Regions from separate parts of the Mus musculus genome. Here region 1 is linked to region 2. The links are chromatin contacts, called in public Hi-C maps. All regions are on one chromosome and are shown on one strand. The core of a region is the stretch at or near the end of the contact, and the rest is flanking DNA. Distances in the headings are between cores, read along the strand shown.

The links. A called contact is a pair of places that touch in the nucleus more often than the background predicts.
Region 1: a Hi-C map of epidermal suprabasal cells shows a contact between it and region 2, with 10 times the contacts expected there. The contact joins the enhancer-like site here to the promoter of 4930451I11Rik in region 2. A contact is called at or near these places in 1 of 39 promoter capture datasets (liver) and 4 of 484 Hi-C or Micro-C datasets (the G1E-ER4 cell line, epidermal suprabasal cells and stem cell-derived neurons).

The regions. Positions count from the first base shown.
Region 1 is chr7:128,219,599-128,225,305 of GRCm38.p6, forward strand. No RefSeq gene overlaps it. Among named protein-coding and RNA genes, the nearest start is that of Armc5, 15 kb to the right of the region's middle. Within about 2 kb of position 3,418, at least 4 of the 459 cell types and tissues checked have an H3K27ac peak or open chromatin away from gene starts, as enhancers often do. A contact at or near this core is called in epidermal suprabasal cells, where this site is marked.
Region 2 is chr7:126,828,298-126,833,692 of GRCm38.p6, forward strand. It overlaps 4930451I11Rik (RIKEN cDNA 4930451I11 gene), which reads right to left and starts at 3,199. Exons shown (of 4, transcript NM_183131.3): 1 at 3,114-3,199; 2 at 2,575-2,730; 3 at 2,413-2,500; 4 at 2,177-2,321. The coding sequence starts at 3,183. The coding sequence ends at 2,300. Tlcd3b (TLC domain containing 3B) reads left to right here. Exons shown (of 5, transcript NM_029978.1): 4 at 504-599; 5 at 915-1,922. The coding sequence ends at 1,202.

The sequences.
Region 1 (5,707 bases), core at 2,168-4,667, 1.4 Mb after region 2:
TTTTTAAACTCCTAAGTACCTGTAACAGGAGAACATTAAACATAGAAAACATACAAAACAGACATGTAAAGGAACTCAGAAAATGATGATAGCAGATTGTTACAGAAACAGTAAGAGTATTCGGGCTTGGTAGGGCAGAAACAAAGACAGTGTGCATGCAGCAAAGGGGCCTAGCATAGTCTACATCTCTAGTCTTCTGCAAACCATAGGACCCCCTGCGTGGTGCCACAGATCAGATGGAATTCTACTGTGGTAAATGTGGGATCAACATCCATATGGACCAGAACCATCTTGTTCTGGACAGGATTTATAAGGTCCCTCAGGTGGGAAGGGACACTGGGTTTGGGAGGTGCCTGACTGTAGCAGTTTCTTCTGAAATTAAGACCTTTCATATCTGAAGGAATGAAAAATTCTTAAGACGGGATGTTTTCTGGGAGGTGAACCAACAGGATGTTTTAAGGGGAGGTGAAATGCTGCAAGGAAGCTCTTTAAAACGGGAAGTCGAGAATTCAAAGTAGCTTCAGGAAGTCCCTGAAACAGATTAGATTAGTTTCATTATCCCCACCCCCAGCCCAGTAAACAGTAAAGGCTGCTAAGAGTCACTCTCAGAGAAGACCAGCTGCCTGGAGGAGATTCAGATTAACTGAACCACCCGGAAAGAACACTGCAACCTACTGTGCTGCCTGTAGCTATGCACAGTGCTACAGGGCTTCAGCTTTTGTGAATTGTCACCCATGCTGGGGTGGCCTTTGGTGATGCAACTGTCTTTGAGTAATTTTTGTAGTAATAATTTAAGTAACCCTTCACCCATATTCCTGTGCAATTCATTGGTTCACCAGACTCAACTACGGTGTTGTGGTGGTTTCAATGAGAATGGCCCCGTAGACTCGTATATTTGACTACTTGGACCCAGTTGGTGAAGAATTTGGAAAAAATTAAGTTGGTGGAGTTGCATCAGTGCCTGTGTGCTTTGAGGCTGCAAAGCCAGTGCCTCTGGCTTAGTTCTCTCTGCCGGTAGCAGCTTACCTTATCCTGCAGTTTCCCTGGTGAGTTTTATCTCTGAAAGAGTGTAGGGTGGAGAGCAGCCATTCAGGGAGTCAGAGAGCCATTCACAGGAAGTTCCAAAAAATACATTTGGGGAGCTCTCTCATTTCCAAGACTGGGTTGAGCAGCTGCTCAAAGGCTGGCATGGAGGAAATCTTGCTGGGGCCTCCATTTGTAATTCTCAGTAAGGAATTCTCCCGGCTCAGACACAACCCAGCTCTTGAATTAGCACACAGCTGTAGCCTCTTCCTATTGTTTAAATAGGCCCAGCCCTATCAGAACTGTTTCATAGTTTATGCAGAATTAGACATTGCCATAATCTCATCCACGTGGCCATTGGCCATCCTAAGGCAATCTTTTTATCCCATCCAAGGGAGATTTTTTTTTCCCTTGAGCTAAGCAAGTTTTGCAGAAGCTGAAATGTGCAGGTTTCTAGTTAAGGCAGTTTTATATTTAGCAAACAGAACTTGCTGTCTATGCTCTTTTCCAGAAAAAGAAGGCACACACAGCAGGTTTAGAAAAGCAGGCATCAGTCATTCGGTTTCGGCTCTGTTGTCCCAGCTCAGACATAGTTACTGTCTTCTGACTCTGATGCAACCCAGTATTTCCTTAGTAAGCTCATCATGTTTGATTAGTGTTAAAGCTTGCTATTTTCCTTCTGCTCTTCACACACACTGTTCTTTCTGAGCCACCACAACCATCCCTTCTTATAAACCCTGTCGCCCGCCTAGCCCAGGCTTTATTTTTCTTACCTCTAGATTACAGTCTGTTTTCTACATAGCCTTTATTGGCGGTAGGGTAGAGATACGGTGGGATGGGGTGGGGTGGGGTGGGGTTTGTTTTCTTCATCTTCCAATTACTTTACACAGGTTGCAAAGCACGTTTGTTCTAGTAGGTCATAGCTTCCTGCTCTGTGGCTCTGGATAGCAAGAAACTGCTACAATTTGAGCAGCACTCTGGGATAAAGAGTAAGGTGTCCAACCTCTCGAAGGCCTTTACCCCTCCCTCGGGGGCCCATCTGCCTGCTCTAGGGATTAATGTAGTCGTCCTCTACCCTAGCTGTGTAACAGAATTACCCAGGACATTTACAAAATTGGTTTGGCTTGGCTGTAGGAATAGTAATTAGCCAATGTTGAGGAAACTCCAAGGTAAAGGACTCAGTTTGCCTTCAGAAACCTCCTAGGCTCTGCCAGCCTGGATCTCCCTCTGCCTTTGCAGTGTCCGACACCATTACCCACTGGCCAGACTCAAAAGAATGAAGCTTATCTGGGCCAGGTGGGTTTGTCAGAACATTAGTCGGCAGTGAATGCCAGGGAGAAACAGCCTTCTCGAGATAGTTATTGGTGAAACAACTCTCTTTTATTGGGGGCAAATAAGGCCTATGTAAACCTTGGGAAGTGGGTAGGAGTTTTGGGGTGAGTGTACATCATTGGTGAGGGCTGAGGTGCTGGGAATGCTGCATTTTTGTGAAGAGCAATTCCAAGGGCTTGCTGGACATGTCCGTATAGGAGAGAGAAAGTTTAACCTGTAACCTGGCCACCAGGTACATGACTACCTCAGGGTGGCAGAGGTGGGGGTCCCAAGGCCTAAACAAGCTGGGACACGCAGGCCCAGCGCAAGGAGGAAAACACTTCTGCCCCTGCTGGTCTCAGGACAGGAGTTTTGGGTTTTGGACGAGATGACCTCACTTTTGCTCTGGACTGGCTCTGCTGGTCATATGGCTTTCTGGCCCCACAGGTTCATCCTTTTACTGAAGCTCCTCTCTGAGAAAGAGGTCCCAGGATGTCAGTAAACGTATGAACAAAGGTCAAATCCTTAAACTAAGGTGTCCATGGCTGTCAGCATGTGGATGGATGACAAATGTATCATTCAAACTGTCAGAGCTTACATGAGTCCTCAGCTAGGATCACTGTCAAAATGATGTGGTAGAATGATCTGACAAAGAGCTGGCCCTGAAGGTGGTGGCTGTGCCAGTGTGTATGTGGTGACAGCTGGGGGGTAGGGAAGGCCTTGGTCTGATGGAAGACTTAAGACCCTTGTAGGAAGGAGTTGAGATTCTAAGAGGAGGATCTAGCCAATGGGATGGTCATGTTCCAGGAAACAAATGGAGGAGGGAAAGCTAAAAGGGGCGGTGCAGTTGCTTGCTCTACCCCTCCCAATGTTTATGTGGAGACAATGCGGTATCTCACTCTGGGGGAAGATGTTCACAGACACCCCTTTCTTCATGTGGTACCATGTGAGATCCCATGCCTTCACAAGTTGGGCTCCCAAAGCTGCAACCTAGCACTGGAGTTTTTCCGGTCTCCACACAGGGCCCAGCCCTAGCTGGGGGAGGGCTGTTGGCACAGGAGAGGGCCCCAGCATCACAGGAGCTGCCCTGAGGAAATTCTTGGCTTCAGTGAAGAGAAGAATTTCAGGATGAACCAGTATGAAGCAGAGTTGGGGTTCATTAAAGGAGAAAATGATACATATTTTAAGCATCAGAGAAACATACATGAGAGTTTGGGTGTGGCCTTCTGTGAGGGAGTTGTGCTTGCTTAGTATATTAGTCAGGATTTTGGTAAAATTTGAAGTCATTATCTTTAAAGTGTTCCTAAGAAATCTAAGCGAGATCCAGGGTGGCACCTGACAGATATGTCCCTAGCATTGATTGATATGGTAAAACTCTAGATCATCAGACTGCAGGATGTTAGGCTATCTCGACTCTAAACAAAGTTTCCCAGAAAATGTGAGGCTCTAGCATGGTCAGATATATCAGGCCTTAAGACTGGCTCACTGCTATTTTAACATTATTCATATATAATATAGATAAGGGATTTTATCTCTAAGCAACCTTCACAGCAAATGTGCTGAAATTCTTGCTTCAGGCTGAAGAGAAGATTTAGCCAGACTTCTGGGTGTGAGAGTTCCTTTCCCGTCCCATGTCTCATATATCACTTGCCTTTCCCTTCTACCTCAGGTTCACTCTAATTGTGGTCCTGGCTCTGATAACGTGTTATTAACAGGGCTGAAGAGATGGCTCAGTGTTCAAGAGTACTGGTTGCTCTTCTGGAAGTCCTGAGTTCAATTCCCAACAACCACATGGTGGCTCACAACATCTATAAAGGAATCTGATGCCCTCTTCTGGTGTGCAGACAGAGTACTCATACCTAAATAAATATGTTTTTAACAAGAGTATGTAGCTTCCATAGGCTGTACTTTACTTATTTTTCTTCCATGCTGGAAATTGCACATACTAGGTGAATTCTCTGCCACTAAATATATTCCTAGCATTTGGCTATCTCAGCTACTCTCATGAGATAGCCTGTGCTACTCTCATGAGATAGCCTGTGCTATCCTGGAGCTTATAATCATTCTCGACCTCTGGACCAGAACATGGTGGAGCCGTGTGGGCTGTTCAGGCTTAGTCCTTCTACTGTGGATCTCAGCTCTCTGAACTGAACATGTTGACTGTCATCTTAAACCAGTCAACTGTGGCCAATCACCCACAGGAACCTTCAGATGGATCTATTCACTCCCTCACGAAGGAAAAGGCATGTTTCACGATACTCTTCCCTGGAGTTTTACAAGAGGTAACTGATAGAGAGACTTCCCTATCCTTAGACCCCTCCATAGTATAGCTGTCTGTAAATTGCCCAGGGATCCCACCTCTAAGTGTTTGGTTTATAGGTGTGCACCGCCATTCTCTTGGCTTCAATGAAGAGAAGAATTTCAGGATGAATCAGTATGAAGCAGAGTTGGTGTTCATTAAAGGAGAAAATGATACATATTTTAAGCATCAGAGGAAACACACATGAGTAGTTTGGGTGTGGGCTTCTGTGAGAATTGTGCTTGCTTGCTACACTAGTCAGGATTTGGGTAAAATTTTTAAAAATTAAAAATAAAAATAAATTGTTGTGAGAGTTTTGGCTTCTTTTAAAAAAAAAAAAAGCAAACCAACCCTGCTATGTTTTGTGAATATATCTTTGTTTTAATCCCAGGGGTGGGATTAGGGGCTCGTTCACAGCAGGTGATTATGATATACCTCATGTACTAGCAGGGGTGTGATTTTTGCCAGCTGCAGATCGTTTAACTCTGGGGACTCTGGAGAGGGTGAAGATGTCCTGAGGGTAAAGAGGGCCCGTGGCAGCTGCTGCTCCTTCTGCTGCTGCTGGTTTACGTCGTTGTGATCTGTTAAGTGGTCATGGACAAAAAGATGAGAAGAAATTGGATATCCTGATGACAAAAATTGGACTTGTCACCTTTAATCAGCAAGAAGTGGCCTACAGAGGTCTACACCTCCTTTCCCCCCTCTAACTTTTGTCTTTCATACTTAGAGTTTGAGGGGTTAAAAGGAATTAGGGTGGGATAAGGGTTGGAAGGGGGGTAGATATAAGAAGCCAATAAAACAGCTAAACAAATACTCCACAAATGTAATGCATTAATTATTACTTTCCTTGACTGCTGAGTACTTTGGGATCCCCTTAAATTTTGAACTAGAGACTGCTGCCTCCCTTCTGGCTTTGCCAAGTCTCTCGGGTTCTAGGACTCTGTCTGTTCTGGTACCACATCTAGAAATAATTCCAACTAAATTTTGAGCTTTGCCGGAGCTTCAAGTAAGTTTGGACAGGTCACATCCTTCCCGAGAACAAAGAATGGAAAAGTTGTGTCTGAAAGGCGTGTT
Region 2 (5,395 bases), core at 1,949-4,448:
TGAGTTCTAGGACAGCCAAGGCTACACAGAGAAACCCTGACACAGGAGAAAGAAAACAAACAAACAATCAAACAAAAAGGAATATTGGGGGGTGGGAGGAATAGGGCTATGGAGATGTCTTAGTCAGTGGTTGCTATGCAAACACAAGAACCAGAGTCTTGAAAAGCTAGTGTGTGCTTAAATCCCAGGTCTGGGGTAGTGAAAACAGACCCGTCCCTGGGCTTGGTGGCCAGCCAGTGCAGCCAGATGAGTGAGTTACAGGTTCAGTGGAAGATGAGTCTTCAAAAAAATAAAATCGAGAGCAATTGAGGAAACTGACTTCTGGCCTTCATATGCATGTACACGCACGAGCGCGTGCGCGTGCACGCACACACACACACACACACACACACGCACACGTGCACAGAGAGATGGGAGGGGCACAAGCGAGAGAGCACAGAGAATCTCTGTGGGGAGAGATACAGGTAGGCGCGGCTCCTCAGGCTTTTTGCCTTTTCCCCTAGGTGTGGCGACAAGGCAAGGGAGATTTCTTTCTAGGCTGCATGTTGATGGCCGAGGTCAGCACTCCTTTCGTCTGCCTGGGCAAGATCCTCATTCAGGTGAGAGTGAAATCTGAGGGGCATGTGGGGGTGGACACTGGCCGGGGACTTTGAGGGATTCCTTAAAGACCCTGCAGCCTTTCTGCGTGGTGGTGTGTTCCTTTAACACTAGCACTGGGGAGGCTGAGGCAGGAAGATCGTGAGCTTGAGACTAGCCTGAGCTACATAGTGAAACTCTGTCTTAAAAAAAGCAAGAATAAGAACAAGAACATTGGTCCCGTGCAGGGGGCGGCTGTGGGGAGGAGCCAGAGGCAGAGGGGTGGGTGGGGAGGGAACCCGGCTCTCCGGACCCTACCTCCTTGCTCTCGTCCACAGTACAAGCAGCAGCACACGTTGCTGCACAAGGTGAACGGAGCCCTGATGCTACTCAGCTTCCTGTGCTGCCGGGTGCTGCTCTTCCCCTACCTGTACTGGGCCTACGGGCGCCACGCTGGCCTGCCCCTGCTCTCAGTGCCCATGGCCATCCCGGCCCACGTCAACCTGGGCGCCGCACTGCTCCTCGCACCCCAGCTCTACTGGTTCTTCCTCATTTGCCGCGGGGCCTGCCGCCTCTTCCGACCCCGAGGCTCCCCACCACCCTCTCCTTGTCAGACCCAGGACTGAGGCTAGGCCCTGGAAACCCTCCCCCCCCTCCAGCCCCTGTGGAGACAGTGCATTGGGGTAATCAGTGTGTGAGTTGGGGGGGGGGGGACGAGAGCCAGAAGTCCCTTTCCTTGACAGCCCCAAGACAGATGGACTTAGAATAAGGAGAAGCTATATTCCCTCGGGAGCTGAGGTCAGATTGGCAGGCAGGAAGAGAGGGGACCGGGGTAACGAACCCCTTCTTGCCTCTGTGTTAACAAAATGAAAGGGGAAGGGAGGAGATGGGGCTCACTTGGACCAAGGAGTCAAGGGACATAAGGGTGGCCCCGCTGCCAAGGACATCCTAGCCCTGCTGCTGCAAATCCTTCTCTGCTCCCCATCACCCGGGAGAGAGAAGACATCCTAACTCCCCCCACCTGGGCCCTGACAGGGCAGTTACCCCCACAGCCCCTTCCTGTGGAGACCAGTCCGAGGAACCATTTTATTTATTCACCCATATCAAACTAATTTGTTGGGGTGAGGGGAGGAAGGCAGTTGCTCCCCTACAACCTTTCCAGCGCTGAGCAGCCCTGGGGACAGGCGCCAGGCCAGTCCCTTCTGTCAGGGGCACATTTAGCCCTCGGCCCCGGCTTGTCCCTGGTGCTACAGGCCAATCGCGGCTTCCTCCAGTCTGGGGGCCACAGACCCCGGGAGGTGCTTTTACAGACCGCTAATAAAGACGATCTTCCTGAACGCCAGCAAGACCCTTTGGTCCAGTTTTGGGGGCTGGGAAGTGGGGAGGAAGAAGGAGGGGTCACTACATAACTACTGAGGAGGAAGGGGGAAAGTGTGTGTGTGTGTGTGTGTGTGTGTGTGTGTGTGTGTATGTGTGTGTGTGTGTGTGCGCGCGCCTGCAGCCTGGGAGGAATGGGGTGTGTGAATGGCCACTTCGAAGTCAGGGAGAAGGAGGAGGTGGGGGATGGGTGGCTACATAGAGGGCTACTGCAGTCTAGGAGGAAGGAGGCACCACCTTTATTTCTCAACAGAAGGCAGGGTAGATGTGTGTGGCTCACAGCTGGGTCCAGGGCTCCGTCTCTGGCTCACCTGCTCACCTCAGCTGGCTCTGGCTGGATATCTCATTAGGCCCCTTTCTGGAAGTTCCTGAGGAGTATGGAGATCAGATGAGGAGGGACACATAGGAGACTTGGGTCCTCTGGAAGGGGTAGGGCGAGGACACAGAGACACAACTCACACATGCAAGCAGAACTGGAAAAGCAGGAAGAAGAAGGCCACCACTAATGTCCCCACCAGGATGTTCTGGAAGAGCCCAGGACTGGAATCTGCCAGACAATGAACAACAGCGTCCTTCCAGACCCCGCCAGGAGGAAGACCCCTCTATCAAGCTGATTCATACCTGTCTTAACGAACGTTATAGGCTTCTCTCCAATAAACCGGGCCACAGCAAGAAGGCTAGCTCGGTCTGAGTCTGGATAATCAAAGAAAAGCCTGTTTACAACTTGCTGGGGTCTGGCTCCTGAAACCGAGGGCCGGGTTCCATCTCTTCTGGGGGCTAAAAACCAAAGCAGAGTCTGTGACAAGAGCCCAAGGGCCATCATGCCCACCAATGAGGCCAGGCAAACCCAGAGCTCTGATTGTTTTGTCCCAGGGCTGGCTGAGCTCCCATCAGAAGCCCACCATGTCTGAGATGGGGGGGAAAGGTTTGGACTGAAGGTTTGGGCTATAGAGCAACACTTTGTCTCAAGACAAAGTAAAATGAGACAAAAGGGAGGAAGAAGGAAAAAAGAGAAAAGGAAGAAAGAAGGGGAAAGGAAGGGGGGGGTGGGGAAACTAAGGCCTGGGGCTGGGCCATCCTCCTCCCTCCTGCCCACAATGAAGTTTACTCCCTTTCTCTAGCCTCCCTTATTCCTACTATTCCTGAACTCAGTTCCCCACCTGTTTCTATGGTCCCCAGCTCAGCCATCAACATCCACACCCCTACGGCTACCCACAGCCACAGCTTCATAACCCCCCACGACTATGAATGAGTAGGATTCTATGATGTCACAGCCCAGAGCCATTCCGCTAGCCCGACTATGAGGTGCTTCTAGCTCCTGATGCAGAAGAGCCCCCATTGAGCCCCAAGGATGACACTGACCATAACAGCAACAGTGGTGAGGGGTCTTGGGGTGTAGGCCAGGGGTACAGCTTTTGCTCAGAGTGCACAAGGCCTTCAGTTCTATTACAGAACCAGTCAGTTCTGTGGTGTTCCAGAACTTAGCTAGGTCTAGGAGACATGTGTTTGCATAACCGCTCTACTGGGGAGGTGAGGAGGGCTACACATCTCCAGTTGTTCTTCGGATCAAATAAAACTCCTTTACTGATTGCTTAGTAAAATGCCAAGCAAGTTACACAGATTGGCTCGTGGCATTGGCAGAAGCCCTAAGAGGGAGGCCCAAACCAGTGTGCAGGGGGACGAGGAACGCTGACACAACGCTTCCCAAGGCTGTGCATTCTTCTATGGGGGGAGGGTCCTCTTCCCTTTCTGAACCCCAGGTTCGTGGGTTTGCACCCATCCATCTCCAGGCTTGGTTTTAGCGCTCAGTAGAGATGGAAGCGCACGGTGAGGCACAAGAGAAATAGCCAACTTTTCCACCAGGTGGCAGCAGTGTTGGTCCGACGGTGCCACCATCTCTTCTACAGGTTACAGGCAGGCAGGCAGGCTCCTCTCTTGGGACTGGCTGTCACCGGGAGGCGGGGAGGCGAAGAGGGCTGAGGGTGTTGTCAACAGACGAACTCCCCAGGCTCATTCCAAGGCTAATCTCTCGGCCATTCAAAGATCCTAGTCTACTCGCCTCACCGTGACTCAGTTTCCCTTTTGGTGGTATTGGTGGCATGTGAACCTCACCGTCCACCACCCGACCCCTGTTTCTTTTCTCTAGTTCCCTCAGTCCTCCCCGTGTCACTTCCTAATTGCGACCTGCACTCCGGAGGCCCCACCTCGAGTTGGAAGAGACAGCTTGCCTCTGATTGGCAGTTAGGCCTGTCTATCACAAACGAACTCCAGCCCACCCGGGCCAAGGACATTTCAGGGTCTCCTTGATTCTATCCGTGCTTGTTTTACAGCCTCTTGGCTACTCTGTTACTCCACTTGCCCTGAAGGTGGCTCCTCATTAAAGGATCCTCTCTCGGGCCAGGAGATCACAGAGACCTGCCTCTGTCTCCCAAATGATGCTGGGATTAAAGGAGTGTGCTTCTACATCAGAATTAGCTTTCTCCTCCTCCTCCTCCTCCTCCTCCTCCTCCTCCTCCTCCTCCTCCTCTTCAGTTAATCACAGCTATTGAGAATCTAAGAGTGCCACAGCTATGCCTGGAAGACATTTCCACAACATTCCAACCCTTCCGCCTGATCTTTTCTGTCCTCTCTCTCTAGCTTCACTCTCACACATTACATCCTGACCATTTCTCCTCCCTTCACTCCTCCCAGTCCCCCTGCTACTGTGTCTCATCTCCCCCAGAAGAACTCCAACTGTATCCCCTTAAAAGAGAGAGAGAGAGAGAGAGAGAGAGAGAGAGAGAGAGAGAGAGGAGCTGGCCTCCCAGGGATACTCATCGAACATGGCCTAACAAGATACAATAAGCCTCCTATCAAGGTTGGATGAAGCAGCCCAGTAGGAGGAAAAGAGTCCCAAGTGCAGGCAAGAGAGTCAGAGGCAGCTGCCACAGTGGTGCGAATCCCATAAGAACATCAAGTGACACAACCATAACACCCATGCAGAGGACCTAGCACAGACCTATGGAGGCTCCCTAATTTTCGTCACAGTCTCTGTGAGCTCCTATGTGCCCTGATTGTCATCTCAGTCTCTGTGAGCTCCTATGTGCCCTGATTGTCATCGCAGTCTCTGTGACTTCCTATGTGCCCTGCTTAGCTGATGGGCTGTGGCTGTGTTCTGTGGGCTGTGTTCTTGTGGTATCCTTGAGCACACTGGCTCCTACAATCCTTCCTCCCCCTCTTCTGCAGGGTTCCCCTGGCTCTGCCTAGTGTTTGGCTGAGGGTCTCTGCACCTGTTCCCATCAATTGCTGGATGAAGCCTCTCTGATGACAGTTGGGCTAGGCACCAATTTATGAGTACAGCAGAATATCATTAGGAATCATTTCACACACACACACACACACACACACACACACACACACACACACACACACACAGTGCTTGGTTCTATCCTGAGTCTCTGGG